Linked DNA regions of Mus musculus: region 1 is linked to region 2. The links are chromatin contacts, called in public Hi-C maps. All regions are on one chromosome and are shown on one strand. The core of a region is the stretch at or near the end of the contact, and the rest is flanking DNA. Distances in the headings are between cores, read along the strand shown.

What was found. Hi-C and Micro-C count contacts between places; a contact is called where the count stands out from the background.
Region 1: a Hi-C map of the N1E-115 cell line shows a contact between it and region 2, with 6 times the contacts expected there. The contact joins two enhancer-like sites. A contact is called at or near these places in 4 of 39 promoter capture datasets (the 3T3-L1 cell line, embryonic stem cells, hippocampal neurons and 1 more), 1 of 15 datasets of contacts at CTCF or cohesin (embryonic stem cells) and 6 of 484 Hi-C or Micro-C datasets (the N1E-115 cell line, cerebellum, cortical neurons and 2 more).

What each region holds. Positions count from the first base shown.
Region 1 is chr15:85,314,888-85,319,460 of GRCm38.p6, forward strand. No RefSeq gene overlaps it. Among named protein-coding and RNA genes, the nearest start is that of Gm34337, 4.2 kb to the left of the region's middle. Within about 2 kb of position 2,059, at least 7 of the 459 cell types and tissues checked have an H3K27ac peak or open chromatin away from gene starts, as enhancers often do. A contact at or near this core is called in the N1E-115 cell line, where this site is marked.
Region 2 is chr15:85,149,511-85,154,298 of GRCm38.p6, forward strand. Gm19277 (predicted gene, 19277) reads right to left here. Exons shown (of 3, transcript NR_040360.1): 2 at 2,383-2,489; 3 at 1-644. Among named protein-coding and RNA genes, the nearest start is that of Gm19277, 4.2 kb to the right of the region's middle. Within about 2 kb of position 2,346, at least 22 of the 459 cell types and tissues checked have an H3K27ac peak or open chromatin away from gene starts, as enhancers often do. A contact at or near this core is called in the N1E-115 cell line, where this site is marked.

The DNA.
Region 1 (4,573 bases), core at 809-3,308, 170 kb after region 2:
TCAATACAAATGTGTACGTGTAAAGGATGATACTGGTTTTGCGGTGTGATGTGTGTCTCTTAACTGGACCCAAGTTCTTTGCCCAGAAACACCGAGGGAGGATGGATTGACCGTAAGAAGCCCAGGATAGCCAGGTAGCTGCTGAGTCAAAACTGCAGTCAGAGCTGTAGGTAGACAGATATGGTACTGTGGTCCTATAACAGACTAAGGAAGCAGATTTCTAGAAGGGTCCTGGTTCCTGAGACAGCTAGGATTCTCCCTGGTGACCTTGGCACGGCTGGTGTGTGGGCCTTGACATTGAATCACCTGCTTCTTCTCACTAGGGGTCAGCAGCGGCTTCCCTCCACCAGGTGTGACGGCCCAGAAGGTCTTCTTCAGACATTGTCAAGGGTTGTCCAGGGTAAAATTGGCCTGGTTTAGAGATCCCACCCTAAAGAATGAGGAGGCAGGGACACTTAGCCGTGTTTGCCAAGGAATGAGAAAGCCCTTCTTAGGGGCTGCATGAAAAACAGAAGTCGGCGCAAAAACAAACGGGATACCACAGAAGAGAAGCCGACTTTGAGAAGGAGCAGGGAGACATTCCTAGCCCAGACTTTTGTGGTTAGCTCGAACTAGAATCTTTTCTCTGTGAGCACTACCGCCAGCACAATCCGGAGCTGAGAGCTGGGCTTTCGGATGGCTGTGAATCTCTGCTAGGAGTAGAGAAAGGGGTGTGTGTGGTGGTGGTCTGGGGGCTGGCAGAGGGAGAAAATCCACAGAGAATTATGGGGCAGAACTCCCTCTCCCTCTCCCTCTCCCCCTCCCCCTCCTCTCCCCTTCTCCCTCCCCTCCACCTCCCCGCCCCCTCTCTCTCCACTTCTCGATGGACCCTAGAGACTTCCAACCAGTGTCTGGGACTTGACGTGGACCCAGAGACCTACACAAAGCATTTCCCCTGATGGCCACCAGGTGGCACTCTGTGGCCTCCAATGGCTGCTTGTTGTGCTCCGGGCAGTGTGTAGCTTTCTTCAGATTGGTAGTTTATTTTTATTTTTATTTTTATTTTGAGCTGCCTCCAGCACATTTCGGAATTCTCCATTGCAGACAGTCATGCTTCTGTCTGTCTTCCCTGCTTGGTCTCCCCAGCAGGTTTTCCCTTCTTTGGGGGACCCCTTTCCCTGTAACATGTTCACTTTACAATGATGCTACCTCCGAGGTAGAAAACACCTAGCATTCCTTAGAAAGGACCCACTCTGAGCCTCTGAGACAGAAGAGGAGGCCTGGTGCTGCTCTGGGCTCTTGTGGCCTCCTTGTGTCCCTGCCACAGGGAAAAAAAAAGTGTCTCAGCTCCTGATCTCCAGGTGTGGTACCTGCCAACCACCTCTGCCTGCCTGCCTTGGTCTGTCATGCCTTCTAGGTTGACACCCCGAGTCTCTGCAACCTCTGTATTCCCTGAAGACAGCAGAGTGCAAAATGTTTTGGCTAAATGTCATTGAACAGAGCAAAGTAAACAGATGACAGAGATAAGAAAATATTCAAAACTAGAGTGGCTGTGACCATAAAAGAAACAAGGTGTTGTAATGCCCAAGATGATAAAGTCAGACTGGGTGCAGGAGCTGCCTGGAGAGGCTGGGGGGCAGTGTCGATTTACACTGTGGCACAGGCTTTGTCGTGGCACAGGCTTTGTCGGGGCACAGGGGAAAGACACAGGACACTCTGGTGCAGGGCAAGGCGTGCACTGTCGCTTGGAGGCAGAGACAAGAGACGCCAGTGTGGAGCAAAGGCCTCTTGGCTCTAGGGGAGTAGCTGGGGACTCCAATCCCCTCCCCATCCAGTCTGCTTCCGTTCATCCCGGGTCATGTACAAACATCTCTCCCAGAAGTCTCAAGGGGGGACGAGGAGGGGCAACCCATCAATTACTTAACATTGTTTATCTGGGGTGCTGTCTGTGTGGTGTTGGCTATGCGTGTGAAAAGAGAAACAATGAAAAACCAAGTTGGAAAGCACCCGAAGATGGGGATAGTCATTCTGGGCTGGCGTTCATCCTTGGGGGAGTCTAGACAAGGCCACTGAGTCATGTCACTCTCCTAAGGTGGCAGAGGACAGAGATGACCATGTAGTTGGTGGCAGTGGGGTGGGGAAACCTGTGGTAATGACAGTGGCTAACATATGAAACACTAGCCTCATGGCAAACACGTCACAGAACGTGTCTGCCCCTCCCCCTCCCACTGAGGGGGACACTGACCACTGTCCATCTGTACCTCTTAAAGCCAGACAGGGCCTGTCAGGGATGTGCCTGGGACACAGGATTGGGCAGTGCTCCAGGCAAAGATGCCAGTGCTTGAAGGTGGGGCCCTGCTCAGCCACTTGGATGGGCTGAATGGCAGGAGTGAGGCAGCCTCTGAGGGAGAGTTTGCTCCTCGAGCCCAGCTTGGAGGTTCCACGTGGGCAGGATATTTGTTGTAAGAAGCTGGGACAGACAGACAGGGTGGTGCATATCTGTAATCCCAGAGGCAGGGGACCCCAAGTTCCAGACTGCTTGGGCTGCATAATGAGAATCTGTCTTAGGAAGGAGAAGAGGAGGAGGGAGAGGAGGAGAAGAAAGAGGAAGAGGAGGAGAAGGAAGAGGAGGAAGAGGAGGAAGAGGAGGAGGAGGAAGAGGAGGAGGAGGAAGAGGAGGAGGAGGGAGAGGAGGGAGAGGAGGGGAAAGAGGAGAGGAAGAGGAGGGGGAAGATGAGGGGGAAGAGAAGGAGAAGGAGTAGGGAGGGATGGAGAAAAGAGAGATAAGGAAGGATAGGGGAGGAGGGAGAAGGAGACAAAGAGGAAATCACACTGGTTATCGTGGAAATTGTAGGGAAAGAGAAAGAGATGGTGTATATTAACTTTCCCCAAGAGTGAATCTCCTCATCCATGGAGCCTTTTAAGAAGTTTATTTCTGCCGGACGGTGGTGGCGCACACCTTTAATCCCAGCACACCGGAGGCAGAGGCAGGCGGATTTCTGAGTTCGAGGCCAGCCTGGTCTACAAAGTGAGTTTCAGGACAGCCAGGGCTATAGAGAGAAACCCTGTCTTGAAAAACAGAAGAAGAAGAAGAAGAAGAAGAAGAAGAAGAAGAAGAAGAAGAAGAAGAAGAAGAAGAAGAAGAGGAAGAAGAAGAAGAAGAGGAAGAAGAAGAAGAAGAAGAGGAAGAAGTAGTTTATTTCTTCTCCCGACAGCCTTGTAGCAGGCAAAGCAGATGTCAGTACCATTTGACAAGTGAGAAACTGAGTCCCAGGAACAACTCAAGACTGGTTTGGCTCCAGCTCAGAGCCTCCTCCCCCACCTGTTGCCCTGTGGGGAAGGCTCGGTGGGGACCTATTTGACTAGAGCAGAGCAAGCAGGGATGCTCAGTGTTGCCTTCTGAGGTTTCATTGGCCCAAAGTCAAGGGCCTGAAAGTATTAAGTGGAGAATTCCAGAAACAAACAATTACTGAGTTTTAAATTGCACAACATGTCAAATAGCGTGATGACTTGTTACCACTCAACTCTGGGCAGCCTGCTAAGGGAATCATCCTGGTATACAGTGTATCTGTGCTGTATGGTATACAGTGTATCTGTGCTGTATGGTATACAGTGTATCTGTGCTGTATGGTATACAGTGTATCTGTGCTGTATGGTATACAATGTATCCACACTCTATGTGTTACCTTTCCCTTAGTTCCTCAGAAGGCTTCTCTGTTATCCTAGCAGCCCCTTCCCTTTCACAATGCCTGTTAGAGTAGCCTGTAGATATGGTCCAGCACCATGCTAATGCCTAAGTCATTGTCACTCTGTCTTCTGATATAGGCATTGTATCATCTCACAGCATAGCAACTGTATGTAGATTGATATAGTATAATAACATATTTTGTGAGAAAGTTCATAATTACATAATTTTATTATAGCAAATTGTTGTAATTTGTTCTTTTTTTTTTTTTTTCTTTTTTTTTTTTTGTCAAAGCAGGGCCTTGCTGCATAGTTCTGGTTATTGTGGAACTCACTACATAGATACACTGGACTCACACTGTGGCAATCCTCCTGCCTCCGCATCCTCAGTACTGGTATTACAGGCACATGCCATCATACTTGATTTTTTAAAAAAATTTTATTGTTGGTAATTCCTTACCGTATTATAAGCTTTATCAAAGGTACATGTATATTATATATGTAGATAGACACACACATATAGAAGGATAGTATGGAATGGAGGGTTGGTACTGATTGTGGCCTCAAACATTTGCTGGGGGGGGGCATGGTACATCTCTTACAGATAAGAATGGCTATAGCATCTGCTGTATTGTATGCCAGGCATAGTAACAATGGCTAATTTCAACCAGTATTGCTAATGACCCATTAGGTACTGTTTTCTTTGCTTAATTGATGCTGAGAGATATGACTTTCCCAGGCTCCCTACCCCTCCCCACCCTACCCTCTATGAGTGGCAGAGCCAGGCTGGAAACCATTTGTGTGTGACTGCAGAACTGTGTGCTTCTGTTTGCTCTGAGGGGTCCTGCCAGCCTGTTCGGGTGACTTCTGTCAATCAAATGTTTCTTTACCTTCTCTGGTTAGGTGTGTG
Region 2 (4,788 bases), core at 1,096-3,595:
GCCAAGCCTACTATACTGTGTTTTGCATCCTGCTGAAGACATCTCTTAGAAAAGAACATTGCCTCTGAATGCAGAATTCTCAGTGGTTGTTTAAAATCTTTGACACTCAGCAGGAAACACCAACGAGATGCTGAATGAGGGGCGCTGTTCCCGTCTCAACATCCCTGTAGTATCCCATGTCTCTCTGGGCTGCCTTGGAGTGGCCCTTGAGGCTACACACCCACAAGCACACTCCTCTGCGGTCCCAGAACACCGTAGATTTATTCATAGAAGTGAGAGAAGTCCTCAGCAGAAAACCTGATGTGATAGTCTCAAGTTAGTTTTGCGAGGGCAAGGGGCTGACTGGAAAAGCGCCTGATGGTGCCAATCAGACACGAATAGAAGTTGGTCCTGGAAGAAAGCAGGCACGACTCCGTACCCACAGCATTCCTAAGATTCATTCTCCACATTAAACCATAAGAAGACTCGTGGGAGGGCATTAAACACAAGAGACCTGGCCCCTGTGGGTAACCGCTAGTGGAAGCGGCCATCTGCACTTGGATCTCCAGGAACTTCAGGTGATGCAGCTCTCAGATGCCACAGTTTTGAAAGTGCCAGCGTCTTAGGCTCCTAGCTTCGACGGGTGACCATCCTAGACTCTGTTGCTATACACAACAGAAAATGATCATATAAGTTAAAAACTATTTCCAGTGTGGCAACAGCTCAGGACTACAGCCTCTGGGAGAGAAACAGGTGAGCTGCCTGAGCTTCTGGGAGTCCTCCCTGCAGATGCAGTGCTCTGGTAGATGGAGGGGCTGCACACTGGCTGTGGGTGGAGACTTGGGTAGGACACACCAGCCTCCCTGAGTTCAGAAATAGCTGGGGCAGAGATACCACATGACCCAGCAATCTTACCCTTCAGTAGTACTCCAGAGAACTTGAATGTCCACAGAAACACTATATGCCCATCTGTCGAATGGATCAACAAATGTGTCATCTCTATACAGTGATCATTCAGCCATAGAAAGAAATGAGATGCCGACAGAACACACAGATCATGCATGGTTTAGAAAAGATGCCAAGGGCAGAAGAAGCCTGTCACAAAAGGCCACACACAGTAGGACTGCATTTTCTTTCATGTAGGACATGTCCAGAATAGATCTTTCGAGACGAAGCAGGTTATACTTTTGCTAGGGACAGGCTGGAGTGGTAGCAAAAGGGTAGAGAGTTCCTCCAGGTGCTGAGAATGTTGTAGACTTAGTTCTGATGGCTGGAGAACACTGAATATACCAAAACCCTTGGAAATGCACAAGGTCAGAGGATGGATAATATGAGGAAGTAACAGCCAAAATGCAACTGGGAAAGGGACCTTTTCAAAGCAGTTGTGTGCTTACCCTGGGGGTCAGAAAAGGAATGAAAATGTATGTCCATAAAATGACAGTTACAGGAGGTTATTAAGGAGGTTTTATGTTGAGGGGGGCTCCCCTTCTCAAAGGAAAAGGGAAGGGAGGAATGGGAGAGGATCTCCATGAGGGGATAGTGAGGGGGGGGGGCTGGTGTTAGGATGCAAAGTGAGTAAATTTAATTTAAAAAAAATGACTGTTACAGAAATGGCCACAATGTGTCGATCTTGTTATATTCCCACACTCAGTCCACCCCAGTGTTTTCCAACAGGTAACAAAGTACACATCTGTGTTGTATTCCTAATATCACAAGAAATAAAATTGTTGATAAACTCCACTAAAAGGTAGAGACAGAAACTGTGAGCAGAAACACCATACTGGATATGAAAGACATACAACACGAGATTCTCCATGTTTGAAGTTCCAGAACCAGCAAAAATAGTCTCTCCCTTAGGGAGTCAGAGGGATGACTGTAGAGAAATGGGAGGCTACTTGCTAGAAGTGGAGGAAATATACAGATAAAAACCATTTACCCCCTTCCACTGGTACCAGGAGGACCCCTAACAAACCCAGACAATCAGTGTACAGCCAGCTCTTGTTGCTGGCAGCCATTGCCACATCCAACCAGCAGGTGGCGACCCTGGCTTGCCTCTCAAACCTCCACTCAGCCCTGGCCACCTTGTTCCCACTAGCGCCACAGTCTCTGCAAACAGAGGAGGCCAAGAGGGAAGGTCATTTTGATAACCTGAGCAACAGATACTCTCCGTGTCAGTGCGATGAAACAATAGGTCTAGACACTGTCCCGTGAGCAGCAGTCGTTAGCTTGGCTCCAGGCAGAGCATGGGGAGGGGCTGGGTTCTGTTGAAGATGATGAGATGTAAAAAGGGTGTAGGAGGATGGGAGCCAAGCAGGGAGTGGACAGCTCATGCGCATAGTGGGGCTTCGTCTCGGATTGCTCCCCACGCCCCAGAGACGTCTAGGGCTCTTCCCTAACCATTACCTTCAGGCACACGCTGGCAAACCGTGGAGCCCATGGCCTCTGTCAGATCTGTCAACGTCAGTCTTTCCAAGTCCGTGTCTGTAGCGCTGCCCTCTTTGTTCTCTTCTCTAAATGAGGTGAATGAGAAAAAGAAAATGGACATGACCGTTCTTAGGTAGGGTGGAGGAGAAAGTTTATTGTAGGTACAAAGGGAGAGCATAGTTAGAGGCAGACATGTCTGGGAGAGTCCAGAGCTGTCATGACCTTGGGCCATTTGAAGAGAGGGGCCAGGGGAGGGAAAGGTAGAGAGGGGAACCAGGTGCAGCAGCCAGGAGGTACAAAAGGGGACAGGTAATCAAAATGTCTGGATTATATAGGGAAGAGCCTCTGGGGAAGGGAAGCCCAGACCCTGGGCTGGAGCGTTCAGGGTAGAGAACAGGGTAGGACTAAGGGATGCTGGGAGAACCTGGAGGGCAGGTCTGATTTGATATGTTAAATAGGTTCCTCAGCTGTTTGTCCTGGGCTTGAAACTCAACTTGAAGGAGATCAGCATTTAGTATGGCCATGACATGGGGCAGTCATTCTAGAAAATGCCCCAAACTCTCTTTTCCATGGTGTCAGAGACACTCCCAACTCCTCTAGCCACGATTTGGGGGCCAGAACGCTCCAGAGAATTTCTTATTGAAGAAAGAAAATCGCAGCTAGGGCTATCTCCTCCATACCAGACTAGTTTCTGAATTAGTTCCCACCTAGGACTTAGTTTCACAGTATAGCTCTGTTGACAAGATGTCCAGACAGAATCTCGGGCAGGACTCTCAGTGTTTGGATCTGCCAAACACTGAGAACAAGAATAGAAGCCAGACAGTCACCACTAAATCTCTTATTTAAGATCACTCAGTGTCCTTGGCTGGCTTCTCTGGGATGAGGTCCAGAGTGGCCCACTAACTGGTCCAATGTTCAGTCTCAACTCAAGTTCACGACCAGCAAGTCTTAGTAGCCAGAGTCATCTGTTTAGATGGGCAGTCTGCAGGCCCCATCTCCAGCCTCATCCTCTCCAGGGGAGAGTTGTGTGGGTCCGAGTTTAATCCCATAGGGAAGGGGCAGTGGGCTTGCAGCTATGGAGCCCTGTACCATGCTGGTCCAGTGCTATTATCTTATTAAAATCTTCACTGTCCTTTAGCACACATTCCTTGTCCCAGAGGAAGACCAGAGTCTTAGAAAGTTGAACTAGCTTTCCAAAGTCCTCAGGGCCAGGTGAAGGTGAAGTCAGGCATTGGATCCAATTCTGATCCCAAAGCCACCTCCCACAGAATAGAAGGCTCACAGGTGAGCATTAGCAGAGTCCCTATAGAAAGGCAGGCACTCAGCAAAAACTGGCAGGAGAGCTAGGGGCTGGTGCAGGGGTGAAAGGGTCTACCCGAGTGCAACCCCTGGAACCTACAGTGGAAACAAGAACCAACTCTCGGAAGTTGTCCTCTCTCACACATGCACACACATACACACACCACACTACACTACACATACACCACATTACACACATAAGTATACACACTCACCATTACACACACACCACACATACACACACCACACTACACACATACGTACACACACATACCACACACACACACACACACCACACACACACTCTTGGAATATTGAATATATTTTTTTTTAATCTGACATAAGAAGGCTCAGTAATGTGCTTGCATAAGCATGAGAACCTAAGGTGAGTTCAGTCACCAGACCCACATAAAAATTGTCCCACACACCTGTAATCCCAGTATTGGGGGAGTGCAGACAGGAGGTTCCCTGGACTCACCTGGCCAGCCAACCTACCCTACTTGAGAAGCTCCAGGCCAGTGAGAGACTCTGTCTTAAAAAAAAGATAGAGCTTGGCATGGTGGTACATGACTTTAATCTCAGCACTGAATAGACAGATTTCTGTGAGTTCAAGGCCAGCCTGTTCTACAGAGCAAACTCCAGGCCAGCCAGGACTACACAGTGAAACCCTGCAAATACATATACACACATACATACACACACATATACACACACACATACACACATACATACATACATACACACATACGTACATACATACATACGTACATTCATGCATATATACACATATACATAAAACAAAGCAAGGTCAAGAGCTATTGAAGAAGAAGACACCAAAGACCTCTAGCCTCTATATGCATGTGCACACATGCACAATCAGACACATGATCTGAAATGGGTTAAGTTACTTTATTGGAACAAGAAAAAGCCTCTAGAAACAGGTATGGCTAAGATACTTCACAGACCTCCATTCTCTCTGTGCACTGGCCATACTTTGAGCCAGGAAAAAAGGAAGATTTACACAGAAACAAGTTCATCGTGATCAGTCAGTAACCTGTGATTGGCTGTAATTCAAGTGCTATGATG